Regions from separate parts of the Muntiacus reevesi genome. Here region 2 is linked to region 1. The links are chromatin contacts, called in public Hi-C maps. All regions are on one chromosome and are shown on one strand. The core of a region is the stretch at or near the end of the contact, and the rest is flanking DNA. Distances in the headings are between cores, read along the strand shown. Region 1 holds the start of RBIS (ribosomal biogenesis factor). Region 2 holds the start of CPNE3 (copine 3).

Region 1 (7,710 bases), core at 3,821-6,320:
TTTGATGCATCACTGGTGTATTACAACTGAGCCATTAATCTTGTAGCCTCATCAACATTAACTGGAACGTTTTCATGACACTGCTGAGATATCTAGAAAGAAGAAATTACATTTAAAAATTTACATAACTGCAAACAAAAATGACACAGTCTACTGACATATAATCTATTATCCAATATAATTTCTTCCAGTCTTACTTTTGGAAGTGGAACAGTAAATTCCCATATTTGTCTGAATGTGTTACACATACTACAGAGTCAAGTACTAAAAATTACAATCAATATGGGCTTTGAAAATTTGGAATTCATTAGCCAGAAGAAAAGCAAGTGATTTCTACTCACCAGTTGTTTCTGCAGAGGTTCAAGGGAAAGGCCTGTTGAGAAGTTTGCCAGTTCCTTCTGTATATCTATAAAAGCTTTATTCACTCTGTTAACTTTTTCATCATTCACAATGTTTATCTTTTAAAACAAGAAAAAAAGAGCAGTAATTCATGATCTTAAAACCATTATAGATAAAATATAGGCAACCTTAATCTTATTAAACCCCCAAATCTATAAACTCTTATCCATCCTACCAATTTGTGCAGATAATTCACACTAAAATTTTTTTTCACACTAAAATTCTTATAGTCTTATTGAGACACTTTCAACAAAAGGTTCTGCTTTAAAAAAAGAATTATGTAGCTATACCTTCTACCTTGACTTTCCTGGTATAACCAGGCCAAAACATGTGCCTACAATCTTTGCAGGCCATGACGCTACCGTCTCTCATCTGTGAAACGAGGACCCTGGATAGAACCCTGCCAGGGTCCCAGCACAGCCCCTCCGGATCCTCCCTGACGGGAGCGCCTCGTGCTTGAGTACGAGGTGGGGCGGAGTTCTGGTCTTCACTGCTCCCGAGCATTCCTCCTTCAAACTCTCAGCTCCTCTGCACCTTAGTCCCCAGGACATTCTGACCCCCCCTCTCCTCAGTGCTGCCCCCTGCCAACACCAGGATGACTGACTCCTTTGTGAACGACCTCAAACCTTGGCTCACTGACCCGCCTCGTGCCTGGCAGCACTGCTTAGTGGCTTCAACAAGAACTATCCAGGGCCGCTTCATCTTTTCAGGTCCTCGTCTCCAGGGATCTTATCCATGACTTACCTTGCCACCACTGCACTGCATTACCTTAGGCTGCACCACCTCCTGTCCCTCTAGTTCACTTAGTTTATTAGTAATTCTTAAATCTCGCTGAAACCTTTTCTAAGTTGCCTACTGTTCACATTTTCCATCTCCACTTCTTGCGTTAGCCTACTCAGATCCCATGACCACTCGTCAGTCACTCCTTACACCCTCTTAACTCTCCTCCTCTCCCTTGATCAGATTTGCGTGGCAACTTGGTTAAACTCAACTATCAGCCTTTTCTGAGCCTGACATGGAAGCTGTAGGAAATCACAACTGGCTGCCTGGCTTCATGTCCGTTCATAACCACCAACTTCAACTTACCTTTTATGTGCTGCCTGGCAATCTTACCCTAGTAAGTTAAGCTACTTTCTGGGAAAATTGATACTTTCTCCAACCAGGCTACCTACCCACAGGTCTTTTCCAGTAGCATCCACAAAGTCTCTAGGACTTCCTGTCTAAACAGAGTAATCTTTCTCAAATACACCAAGCTCTTCCCCAGCTGGAGGCCTTTGTACCCGCTATTCTGCCTGCCCAGAGCATGCTGCTGCTCCAACACTGCACCGCTCTTGGCGTCACGAGCTCCTGTCACTCAGGTCTTGGCTTCAGCATCAACCCTGAAGACAATCCTATCTACACTTGTCACCCCCAAACTCCAGTCATATCATTCAGCTTTATTTCCCTTTTAGCATTTCCAAAGACATGAAACTGCTCCACCAAAAAGTTTAATTCAGCTAGTTCATGAAGATGGAAAGATAAAATGTTACATTTCTATGGACCATTATGATAATTATTAAGTCCTTGAAAGCTGACTCCATCTAGTACTTAAGCTTGAAAACATTTCCTTGAATCTTCTTCTTAAGGCGTCTACTTAATCTTGAAGAAATTTCTCATTCCCCAAATATTTTGAAAAAATAAAGCAACTCTTTTCATTTTGTATTTTAAACAAAATATTTTATCTCCTATTTTCAGGTTTTTATTTGAGTTCTAGGTATGTCCACAGAGAAATAAGAATTACTGAGGATAAAAAGAATGGGTGCTGACTGACATTTTATGTCCTGGCTCTGTTGAGAGCTTCTTGAATATATATGAATTTAGAGAGAATTTTTCCATAATGTGTTTGTTTTTTTTTTTCTGATTTCCAGTCTCTGAGAATTAACTGTTACTTGGAGCCTCATACGTTTGTAGTTAAAATGTTTTCCTTTCACACATTTGGATTCAAGAAAGGGAGGTTATTTTTCTTCATCATTTTTCTTTTTTAAAACAAATACTTAAAATCATCTTGCTTTTGTAGGCAGCAAAGGCAGAGTGCTTCAGTGACACTCACCTTCTTAAGATTAGTGGTAACTGGTTTTGCTTTATTTTTAACCTTCAAGCTTCTCTGGCTGGCTATGTGGAATACATTCCTGGACTTCTGCCCTCTGAGTTTGTTCTTGGCCATTGTCTAGGAAAAAAAGAATGAGTTCAATTAAGTTACCCACATTTATGAACTGTAAATCAACTAAAATTTAGGAAATAAAGATACCAATTAAGATGATCCACCTTACTCCTGATTATTTTTAAAACTGCTACTTGTATTAAATTCCATGTCTTTTGGTCCTACAGATTCTCCTGTTTGAGTGCAGTGAGTATCTAATTCTTTTCTGCATCTCCAGCACCTGGACCGTAAGAGGCTCCACATTAATTTCTGCCAGTTAGAGTCATTAACTAACATTACCAACACAACAACTGGTTTTTTTTTTCAACTTTCTGACAATGCTAATGTCACCACCCATCCTTCCGCTAGTTTACATGGTGGTATTCCACTGGGGTTCCTTTCATACTCTAAGACTGACTCCTTTCTCCTTCCTTCTTTCATTCCTTTTTACTTGCCCCATTTTCACTCCTGTGTGCACCTCCTCAAAGTTAGTCGCTCAGTCATGTCTTTGCAACCCCATGGACTACAGCCCTGCAGGCTCCTCTGTCCATGGGATTCTCCAGGCAAGAAGAATACTGGAGTGGGTTGCCATTTCCTCCTGAAGGAGATCTTCCCAACCCAGAAATTGAACTCTGGTCTCCTGCATTGCAGGAAGATTATTTACCTCTGAGTCACCAGGGAAGCCCAGCTCCTCAAAATCAGTACTTAATCTTGCATGTCCAAATCCCAGCCTTATTTTCATGACTTCCATGTCACTACTGTGTGAATGGCTCTTGCCTAAAAATTTTACATATTATTTTTGTTCCACAGCTAAACACACTAAGCCTATAAATTCTATTTTAGAAACATCTCTCAAACCTGTCTTTAACAATGCATGTGAGGAACAATTTCAAAAATATTAATTGTTAAGATTTATTAAGCTTTGACTACATGTATGAGCACTATGCTAACATTTTATGTGCTTTTCAACTAACTTACTTCTTACAAAAACACTTTGGGAGGTATTATTTCATCCTCATTTTGTGGATAAAAAAACTGATGCAAAGAGAAGTTAATCTGCCCATTGTCACACTGTTAGTAGTCAGGGTATGCCACAGTTCAAAGCCAGGAAGACTAGATCCTGAGCTCTCATGTGATATGGCTTCACAAATACATAAAGAGCAACACAAAACCACGATTTAGTACTGCCTAGTTCAGGAGTGGGTTATTGCTTTAGTTCCTAGGACTGTTTGGTTAGACTCTGGGTTGGACAAACTTTACCCACAGACCAAATCAAGTCAGGCACCTGTCTTTGCAAATGACTGTTAGAATGCAGCTCTGTCCATTTAATTATGTATGTATTGTCTGTGGCTGCTTTTCTGCCACAACTGTGGCTCACAAGGCCAAAAATCCTTATTATTTGGCCCTTTAAAGAAAGACTGTGAAGCCCTGGCTTAAGCCATATGCATTCAAGTCTATCCTGCACAGTGGTACAAAATGAACTGTCCCAATGTTAAAATCCTTCAATGGCTCCTCCAACCCACAAGAAGCAATATTCTTTGTCATGATATGTTGCAGGAAAGCTGATTCTAGCATAAATGTGTCAAAGGTATCTTCTGCTATATCTCTGTAGCCACCTTAGAATACTAACTAATCTCTGAAGACACTTTACACATTCTTCCTTTCCTTCCTTTGCTCACATTGTATCTCTCCTCCTTAAATGTCCAACTTAAGGAAACAACAGAGACGGCAAAACTTCCCGAACCGGAATAGTACTCCTTCTAATAAAAAAAAAAAAAGGAAAACAGTAAAAAATACCTGAGCATTATACAAGCAGAAAATACACATAAAAAGCCACCCCAAATTAATCTAAAATCCTTCCAATAAGTAACCAGAATCCGATCATTCATTAACGAATTACTACGTGCCAAATTCGGTACAGAACTCATATGCATCATATGAAACATATACAAACACAAAACGCATAGACAGGGGCTGAGTCTGGTAACATAAAGCGTTGTGAGCAGACGGAAAGATCCAACGGGTCTGGGGACTCGGGCAAGGTTCGTGAAGAAGGTGACAGTTCAGCTGGGGGCAGGGCGGGTACAGGGGTTGTCCGTGACGACTCCGTGGAGACGAATGACAAAACAACGACTGTACTCTGGTCCCTCGCCCCGGACTGAGGGCCCAGCACCGGGCCTTCCGGCCTGAGCCCGCGGGCCGGCGGCCGAGGACAGCCGCCCAAGACAGCGGGCGGCCGAACCGACCTCTGGACGGCAGCGGCCCACCAGGCCTGCCCCAGCCCCGCGAAGTTTCGCGTCAGCGCCCGGGAAGTGTCCTTCACTAACCTCTCACCAGGCCTCCGACACCCTCGTGTAGCCTCTCAGATTCCAGGCGACGCCATATACACACGCGACACCCGGAAGTTCCGGGATCATAGGGCCTCCCTCGGGCCGCGGTTCCGCCCCCGGGCGAAGCCCCGCCCACAGAGCGTGGTCCCGTCCCAGAGCTCGGTGGGTAGACAGGGGTAAGCCCCGCCCACAGAGCGCGGTCCAGTCCAGGGTCTTGGTCTGTAAAGGGCGATAGGCCCCGCCCACTGATCGTGGTTCCACCCACGGGCAGGTTCCCACCCACCTGACGTAGGACCGCCCTCAGGACCGAGGCCCCGCGGAGCTTCCGCCCCTGAGCGCCGCGCAGCCCCGCCCACAGGACGAATTCCCGTTCTCAGAGCGAAGTCCCGTCCCAGAGCTCTGTGGGTAGACAGAGTAAGCCCCGCCCAGAGAGCGTGGTCCCGTCGCAGAGCTCGGTGGGTAGACAGGATAAGCCCCGCCCACAGAGAGTAGTCCCGTCCTAGAGTTCGAGCTGCAGACGTATATAAGCCCCGCCCATAGGGCGTGGTTCCGCCCCACGCTGGTTCCCACCCACCGAGCGTAGGGCCGCCCACACGGCCGAGGCGCGCAGAGCTCCAGCCCCCGAAGGCCGCGCAACCCCGCCCACAGGGCGAAGTCACGCCCGCCGTGTGAAGTCCCGCCGGTTAGCGTCTCTGGCCCAATGCTGCCTTGAGGCGCTCTACTCGGCGGAGACGCGGAAGACGCGGCGCGCCTCGAGCTCCTCGCGCGGAGTCGCGTACAGAAACCAGCCGGCGCCTCTTGGTCACCAGAGCCGTAAGGCGGTCTCACAGAAGTCGGCCTTCGGCCGCGTCCTGCGGGCTGGCGGGGCCGCGCTCCCGGGACGCGGGACGCGGGACGCGCGCCGCTGGGGGCGCCCCAGGCTCGCTGGGCGGCACCGAGCGCCTAGGGTCTGAGCGGATCCGGGGCTAGCACTGGGACTTCTAGGCGAAGACTGTAGTGAGCCGGAGCTGCAGTGCTTTCCTCAGGCGGATGAGAACTGACGTAACAGCAAAGGCGCAAGAAAGTGTAAACAAGCCGTGCAGCAGGAATGAAGTGAGAGTGGCCCAGTCGTGTCCATGGGATTCTCCAGGCCGGAACACTGGAGTGGGTATTTCCCTCTCCAGAATCCTGAAAGCTACCTACCCTTCAAGGAAAAATGCATTTTTTGTGAGGAGCCAATTTTCATGAAAAGTTTCATGATTGATTACAGGAATGCAGAGTCTTTTATTCCTTTGACCCCTCAGTGACAGAAGAATTTATTTTCAGACTAAGAATAAGCATTTATAACATTCTATATAATAAAGTAGAGCAGAGCAGACAGGACCTTCCATCTTTTTGTCTAGGTCAGATTCCTGGAAATATCTGTATTAGCACTCTGCAGTGAAGGAAAAACGACACTTCCTTAGGGTATTCTGAAGCTGTAGGAGGTGAATTACAGGCTTTGTATTTTTATTATTTATTTTCTATAATTTAAATCAAATATCATATTACTGGTATGTACGTTTGTCTCTCAGCTAGTACATGCCCTCTTCAGGGGCCAGGTTCACTACTCATTCACCTTTATATTGCCATGCAGGATTCCTTATTTCCAGTGCATGGAAGGTGTGGCATAAACATTTGCTGAATGAAATAAAATTTCCTTAAATATAAGAAGCAGAGAAGAGATTGTAGCCAATACACTGAAAATGACTTTAAAGCTCTGTCTTTAGCACGACTGAAAAATACTTAGAACACTTCTTTTTAGCTTTTTGTAGTACTGTTCCTTGGAAGTGATAGGTGTTTGACAAATATGTTTTAAATTTAATTAAGCAGATTTTATTCAGAGTAATCTCCTGGCCAAATGCCTAGAAATCCTGAACCTGAGCTAATTACAGTTACAAAGGATGGCTTGCATATGAAATATCTGAAGGTGAGGAACAGTGAAATCCCTATCACAAAGGCAATAAAGATATTCAAAGAGTACATGAAGTCCTTTCACATTTTTTGTGATGCTAGGTTAAAATGCAAGCAATGGTTAACAGTTATAGGAATTGGGGAATATTTAGCAAATGCATTTTTAACACAGAAAATTGGTAGCTGCAAAGGAGGCAGTGAGCTATTAAATTATCATTTGGCACTCCAAATTTCAACAGTGTTTAAAGCAAAATTAAAGGCTGCTGTGATTTGTAATTACCATGTTTAATTGATAATGTAAACACTCAAGTTGTCTATAAAGTTCAGCAATGATTTTGAGATTTTTTTCTGTTGATATGGTTCTGTTCAGAGTCTATATGAGGCAGGAGGCAGATGGGCCCCCCAGGGTAAAGCAATCAGAGATTCATTCTCTACTGACCAAAACTCCAAGACAAGAATAGCAGGGCAATCAAAGGGAGGAGATTGGACCCTGCACAGACCACAAGTTTCTCGTCCCAAAGTCAGGAGACCCTCCCTGGCCGCACATGCACAGAAAAGGCTCTGTTGCTGTTCTACCCAGATGCCTTTTTGGTACGATTCATCTTGGCTAAGATGCGTGCACACACGTGGAAAGATCCTGAGATATACCGAATATGGACTGTGAACCCAGGCAGGTCAAGATGAGCGGCCAGAGGAAATCTGGGAGAAATGCCCCGCAGAAGTGATGTAAACTGCCGCAAGGGCGCGACTCAGGGGTGCTCTCTCAGTCTGCCCATGTGTCTATCCATATGTACTGTACTTGTTCCTCCTAAGAAATGCTTTACTTGCTTCACCACTTTCTGTCTTTGTGGAAGTTCTTTTCTGCAACGC
Region 2 (7,710 bases), core at 2,204-4,703, 1.0 Mb after region 1:
AGCCGAGTGCTACAACCACTGAAGCTCATGTGCCCTAGAGCCTGTGCTCAGCAATAAGAGAAGTCACCACAATGAGAAGCCCACGCTCTACAATGAAGAGTTGCCCCCTCTCATGGCAACTAGAGAAAGCCTATGCACACAAAATACACAATAAATAAATAATTTTTTAAAAGAATGCAGATGAATTTCAAAGCTGTAAGGCTAGATGAGATAGCTAAAGGTGTGGATGAAGATAGAAAAAAGAAAAGTCAAGATCTAAACCCTGCGGTAGTCCAGTGTAAGAAGTGGGAATAGGAGGGTCAAAAACCAAAGGATATAAGAAGGAATAACTAGTGAAGTAGAAGAACACCAAAAGAGTATATGTATTTTTTGTATTTCTTATTCATTTTAGCATCCCTTTTCATCCGTTTAGTCCCATGTCTATTTGTTCTGTTTCTAGAAACTTGTTATGTCTGATACATAATATTCATTCAATACATGTTGAATAAATGGGCGCATAAAGAAGTACAAAAGTAGAATGGAATCAAGACTATAGTTTGAGAAGAATAAATAAGTTAATCAACTATAGCACTGTCCATTTAAATGAGAGAATGCTTACTGGCTACCAAAAGTACAAAACCATTTCATTGTCTCTGCTCCCAATGTTAGTGGAGACAAAGGTCATAAAAGTTAGGTATTAATATTATGTATTCTGGAAATTTTGAAACTTGCAACAAGATAAATGGTACCGGAGGACCTTCACTTTACTGTAAAAACAGAATAAAAACCAAAACAGAAAGGTTGTTTTTACCAATCTTTTAGTAAAATCAAAATAAGACACTTCTCTTTCCTTCATAACCTTCGAGAGACCGTCCCCGTCTGAATAGGCTCTCATTATCCCCCAGTCCCTTTCTATCACATTGTGGTGGTGTTCATTCACCCAGGCGTGTCTGAATCTTTGTGACCCCATGGACTGCAGCACACCAGGGCTCCCTGTCTCTCACCATCTCCTGGAGTTTGCCCAAGTTCATGTCCATTGCATCTGGTGATGCCATCCAGCCATCTGATCCTCTGAAGCCCTCTTTACCTCCTGTCCTCAATTTCTTTCTAGCATCAGGGACTTTTCCAATGAGATGGCTCTTCACATCAGGTGACCAAAATACTGGCGCTTCATCTTCAGCATCAGTTTCCTTCCAAGGAAGGAAATCAGGGTTGATTTCCCTTAAGACTGACTGGTTTGATCATCTTGCTGTCCAAAGGACTCTCATGAGTCTTCTCCAGCATCACAGTTCGAAGGCATCCATTATTTGGCATTCTGCCTTCTTTACGGTTCAGCTCTCACAATTGTACATGACCACTGGGAAGACCAGAGCCTTGACCATACGGAACTTTGTCAGCAGAGTAATGGTTCTGCTTTTCAACATACTGTCTAGGTTTGTCATAGCTTCTATCACATTACTCTGTATCATTTTCCTTATAGTACTGTGAACAATAACCCAAGCCAAGGTTGCAACAAAGAGCTTTACTCAAGGGTCTTAGGAATTGCAATTTGGGAGACAGAGATTTGGGTAAAATCCAGAAGAGTGCTTCTGGAGAAAAGAGTCAGGGGCTTATAAAGGCAGATACTACGAGGTTGTTAAAGTTGTCTGGTGAGAATTATGGCTGATTCTGATGCAGAAAAGAAGATATTTGTTCTTAATGGGGAGCTATCACTAGGGTCAGATAAATACCTTGAGTCTCACGGACTTTGGGCAGATGGTCTAGATGCTCCTACTAAGAGTCCACCTGAGCTGAGATGTGCATGTCTCACTCCCTCAAGGGTTCCTGGCTCCATTTTAGGAAGCTCTTTTAGTAACACTGACTCCATTTTTATTTTTCTTTCACAGCACTTATGATTATCTGAAATTATTATTATTTTTTAATAACTTATTATTTGTTCTCCCTCTAGAATAGAAGCTTCTGTTTGTCACTAGTTTATCAGGTCTCTATAGAACAATGCTTGGCACATAACAAGGACCCGGAGGTGTTGAATAAATGAAGGAATCTTCACTTGCTTTGGTACAATTATGTTGAAGTGTTTACTTTGCATATTTTTTGATTAAAAGAAAAGCTTGGTTTAGAAATCTGTACTTCTTTATTTACTTTCCCATGTCTTCTGTAATTAAAAAAATTATCCTTTACCCATTTTTCTATTTCTTTGAAAGCAATTTATACTTAAGATACTAACCCTTTCTTTGAAAGTTAGGTTTGTAGCAAATATTTTTTCTAATGTTTGCCTCTTGATCTTGGTCCCATTTCTCTTGGGTGGAAGTTCAAATTTCAAGTAGTCAAATGTAGCAATGTTTTCCATAATACTGATAATTTGTTTTATCTCAGGCAGCATCAAGTCACAGTCAGGTGGTGCGCTTAGAGATTACTTTGAATCTGTGAATTCGGGCAGTAGGCCAATTACTTAGCTATCAAATCTCAAGTTAGTCGTATTTTTCTCATTTGCAAAATGGGGATAATGGCACTAAATACGTCACAAAACTGTGAGGACTGAATGAAATTAAGAAATCAAATAATTCTGATAGTGTGCACATTGAAAGCACTCTAACTACAGTGGTTCAGTTCAGTTCAGTCTCTCAGTCGTGCCCAACTCTTTGCAACCCCATGGACTGCAGCATGCCAGGCCTCCCTGTCCGTCACCAACTCCCGAAGTTTACTCAAACTCAGGTCCACTGAGTCGGTGATGTCATCCAACCATCTTATCCCCTATCGTCCCCTTTTCCTCCTGCCTTCAATCTTTCCCAGCATCAGGGTCTTTTCCAATGAGTCAGTTCTTTGCATCAGGTGACCAAAGATGGGAGTTTCAGCTTCAGCATCGGTCCTTCCAATGAATGTTCAGGACTGATTTCCTTTAGCATGGACTGGCTTGATCTCCTTTCAGTCCAAGGGACTCTCAAGAGTCTTCTCAACGTAATAGTGGTTAGGAGTTAGCACTTGTCTACTTTCATGCTGAAACTTATTCTTTCCTGGCTCACATGCGGTTTAAATTTTCTCAAATGTAAATCCTTATATTTTCAGCAATTTATTTTGGTGTACCGGATAACTTAATTTTAAAGGCCTGAAGTCGACTAGGGGTTTTCAGTAAAGAAACCAATCAGAGTTCCCGGCAGGTGGTGGCCGGGGTGGGCGGAGCCGGATTCAGCCCCGCCCCGTCCCTCAGCCTCCGCCCCGTCCCGCCCCGCCCCGCCCCCCCGCCCATCAGCCCCGCCCTGCCCCTTGTCCAGGCCCCGCCCCGCATCCCCGCCTCTTCGCTAGGCCGGCCGCAGCCTCGCCTCGCCCCTCAGTCCCGCCCCGGCCTGCCCCTGCCCCGCCCACCCCAGCCCCGCCCTCCCTCGCCCCGCCCCTCGGCCCTGCCCCGCCCCTCGGCCCTGCCCCGCCCCTCGGCCCTGCCCCGCCCCTCGGCCCTGCCCCGCCCCTCGGCCCTGCCCCGCCCCTCGACTGGCCCCGCCCCGCCCCTCGGCCGATCCCCAGGGTTTCCTTAGACTCACCGCGGCGGGGAGACTGTGCGGTGTCCGCCTGCCCGGTCCTTGCGGAGTGACGCCCATCCCTGTGGCCGAGCCGTGAGTGCGCACTCTCCTCTGCTTCGGGCCCGGCGTGGCGGGGCACCCGGAACCCAGCGGTGCCCTGGGGAGGAGAAGGGCCAGGTCGGGAGAGCCGGGCCCGCGGGCTCCGCGCGACTGGGCCGGGCCGCCCTCGCCCTGCGGGCGCTTCCTGGGCTCCGCGCGGCCCTGGCTCGGCCGGGCGCCTGGGGCCTCCGCAGCCGCTGGACGCGCGGTCGGCGACCGGCCCAGGCCCAGAGTTGCCCAGCGTCTCCCGGGGCAGCTCCAGGAGCTCCGGGCTCAGCTCCTGGCCGCGAGGCGCCGCCTGCGCTTAGCGTCGATTGCCCGGGACCCCCCAGCCTCCCCCGGCGGGGTGGTGGGCTTGCGGCCCGGGGAGAGACGCGGACTCGCGGCCCGGTCTGCGCTTCCTGAGTACCGGGGGGAGGGGGGCGCGCTCGGTAACGGAGGACCCTAGGGGAGCTTCCAGATCGTGGGGTGGACAGAAGCGACTCCGCCTGGGGGTAACGCAGAAGGCTGCGGGAAGGCGTATCCTAGCGGCTCCAGTTCCGGCTCCAGCTTCGAATTTCTGATGTTTAGTGTTTTGGGCTCACCGAGGGCGTGGAGGAAGTGCGGTTAGGTTTGTCTTGCATTACCAGAACCTCTGGGAGACCGAGCAAACCTATCACTGACGTTGCCTGGGATCCACACTTTCTGTTTGTCCTCGGGATTATGTTTTCGTGGCTGCCTCTGTAACTGCTAATCAGGTAGGAGGAAGAGCGGCACTGAGTACGCCGAGTACTGCTTACAGGACGGCACAAACCCTGCTGGACAACTTTCGTGTATGTTAGCTCACTTAATGCTTGCAGCCATCAGCTTAAATAGTGTTGCTATTTCATTTCATACTCGAGGAAACTCAGATTGCATACATTTCCAAATTGCACAAGTGTTAAGTGGTAGTAGCATTAGAGCTGAAATTCAGACCTGTATGATTTCTGCACCCAGGCTTTATGGCTTAATGTTAAAAAACGTTATTGGGGTTTCCTGATGGCTCAGTGGTAGAGAATCCTGCTAATGCAGGAGAGGAGCGTTCAATCCCTGGGTTGGGAAGATCCTCTGAAAAAGGAAATGGCAACCTGCTCCAGTATTCTTGCCAGGAAAAATCCAATGGACAGAGGAGCCTGGCTAGCTACAGTCCATGGGGTCGTAAAAGAGTCAGACACGACTTTGCCACTAAACAACAACGAAAAATATTATTACTCTTTGGGGTAAGATGGATACCTAGATTTGAGATCTATTGTTTGAGATTTGTTAGCTGTATGACCTTGGGCGGGTTGCTTAGCCTTTTAGGGCCTGTCTCTGCACTTATAAAATAGAGATAAAATACCTCCTATGTCATAGGGTTGTTATGAAGATTGAATAAGATCATTTTTGGACCACACTTAGCAAAGTGTCTGGCACATAGTCATGAACTATATATAGCAACATATATCCTGCTATTATTAATTGTGGACAGCAAACTGCAGCTCTGAGCGCTGCCAGCCGGAGCCTGACAGAACTTGTATGGACTGAGAGCACAGGTAGAGGGGGGCAGAAAAGAATCAGAACGGAAACCAGGACAGATGGCACGGATGCTGGCAATTGTAGGCACGCCAATGGATTAATCCGTGGTGCCGAGGGCCGCTCTTTTGCTTTCATGAGAACTTTTTAAAAGGCAGTTCGTTATAGCTGATGAATTGGAAAAACACATCCCACTCTGGGCTGCAAGCATTCTGAGAAGTGTCTGGATGGGACCGTGCTGAGGCTCCCCGCCTGTGAGGGTTAGGGTTAGGGTTAGGGTTAGGGTTAGGGTTAGGGTTAGGGTTACCTCCCCGTCAACTGTGCGGTTCTCTTTCAGAATTTCTTCTCTCAGATCCAGCGCCTGAAGAAAGGAGAAGGACAGGAGAGTTTAGGTTGGGGAAAACAAAGCATCTTTTTGCCTTTTAAGTGTTGATAAATGACTAGACACCTCTCCTAATTTTACCTATAGCTGTGGACACTTTATAGACAATGATCTTCATTTCCACTTAAATTTAAGGCAGCCTAAGTGTTGCAAATTTGTACATCCTCTTTACAGTGCTAGCCCTATTCCCCTGAGTATTTCCTCTGTAGCGTGGGTTCCTACTGCACCCATTTCATACTGCAGCCTGGCTCCTGTCAGTTCTTGGTGTTGCTTTAGGCATAGTTTACTTGCCCTCTTTTGTTTCTGGTGAGTCCTGTGATTTTTTTTCCCCTTACTATTATCATTTACTTTTCTCTTTCTTTTTTCAAAACTTTATTTAGCCAGTGATTTGCTATACTGGAAAATATGCCTGTCAGCAAAACCTAGAGAGTTAGTGTAGGATGTGAAATTGGATTAAATAACACTTGACCTTTAAGGAATTGTGATTAGCTACTATTGCACCTCAAAAGCATGATCTTTTAGGTAGATCTCTTAGCAAGGATTAATACTACTTCTGTTGGTGGCATTCAACAAGTTGAAGAGTCCAAATCTGGCCTTTCCTTTAATTTACCCATTATTACCTTCACCCTATGGGCCAGCTTCCTTTGCACCAATATTCTCCCTTCCAGTTCTTTCTTACCTTATAAGGATTGCTAATTGGTTAAAGTCCAGACAATTAAGTAGAATATTTGGCAGAAGGTTTAGTAAAAGGTTGCCCAAGAAGAAGGTTTAAATTAATACCTAAAAGTAAAGTATCATAGATTTGATTTGACTATATTATTTGAGTTTCTGATATGATGATCAAAGGCAGACATATATACATTTTATTTATTTAATTGAAGTATAATTGATCTACAGTACTATGTTAATTTTAGGTGTACCGGTGATTCAATATTTTTATACATTACATTATAAAATGATCACCACTATATATATTTAAGTAAGATTATACCTACATTTAAGCCAGTTATTCTCATTTAAATCTATTTGGAAGCCGAAATGGGGAGAAAATGGGACTCTTTTGGAGAGACTGTTTACTCTTTTAATATAGAACAGTTCGTGAGTATGCAGTCATAATTTTTAAAAAGATGTTAAAATTAGTCTATGTGATAGTCAAATTTACCAATATAAATTAGATGGCTAGCATACTAACACAGTTTCCCCATGAAAATAGAAGGAAATACTGCATATTCATTTTAGCAAATAATTTTGAAATGTGTGTAATTTCAATTTTGAAATGGATGGTACACTTGGATGTACCAAGTGGATGTATTATGTCTGGTTCCTGTGAAAATTACCAAAGCAAAAGTGTGGTTGCGATATGTGTTGTCACCAGGCTACTTCAATATTTTGAGAATTTAGTTTACCATGTCTCTAGACCCTAAGGTGATAGATGGGACATGTTAAAATAGATATCTCGAGACCCTAAGGTGATAGATGGAACATGTTAAAATAGATATCTGAAACTGTAAGGAGAAACTTGTCTTCCCTCCTTCACCACCTTTCTTGGTATTTGACTTATTTTATATTAAAAAAAAAAAAAAAACAAAAACGGGCTTCCCTGGTGACTCAGTGGTTAAAAAAAATATAAACGTCAATCAGGAGATGTGGCTTTGATCCCTGGGTTGGGAAGATCCCCTGGCAAAGGAATGGCAACCCACTCCAGTATTCTTGCCTGAGAAATCTCCTGGACGGAGGAGCCTGGAGGGTACAGTCCATGAGATCATCAAAGAGTCGGACGTGACTTAGTCACTGAACAACAGCAGCAATAAAAATATACAACCTAAATATATATGATGCTATATAAGACAAAAACAACTGTTAGGTTTAACATTTTCAGTTATTTCAACAGAAAGCAAATATGTAAATTACCTTGTAAGAACAAAGTGTTTCTCTAGAGGCTGCATTCCAGGTCCAAGGGAAGAACACCCCTTGAGTGAGCCATGTAGGAAGTAACCCAAGTCTCCAGCTCTTCTCCAGCATGTTATTTCACCGGCAGGACCTTTATCACACACTTTCATAACGCACTGCTTGTTAGATACAACCTAACATCCACACTCCCAGTTTAAGGTTTCATCTTCCCTAAAAACCTTTAACGAAAAAAAAAAAACAGTGTACAATCTGCTCAGTAGTCAGGATTTTCTTAAAAAGAAGGGAAAATTTTAA

The links. Hi-C and Micro-C count contacts between places; a contact is called where the count stands out from the background.
Region 2: a Hi-C map of muscle shows a contact between it and region 1, with 6 times the contacts expected there. The contact joins the promoter of CPNE3 here to the promoter of RBIS in region 1. A contact is called at or near these places in 2 of 3 Hi-C or Micro-C datasets (blood and muscle).

What each region holds. Positions count from the first base shown.
Region 1 is chr12:4,511,272-4,518,981 of mMunRee1.1, forward strand. RBIS (ribosomal biogenesis factor) reads right to left here and starts at 5,071. Exons shown (of 4, transcript XM_065902583.1): 1 at 4,906-5,071; 2 at 2,489-2,605; 3 at 342-458; 4 at 1-92. The coding sequence starts at 2,602. The coding sequence ends at 21.
Region 2 is chr12:5,549,726-5,557,435 of mMunRee1.1, forward strand. It overlaps CPNE3 (copine 3), which reads left to right and starts at 3,454. Exons shown (of 17, transcript XM_065902548.1): 1 at 3,454-3,587.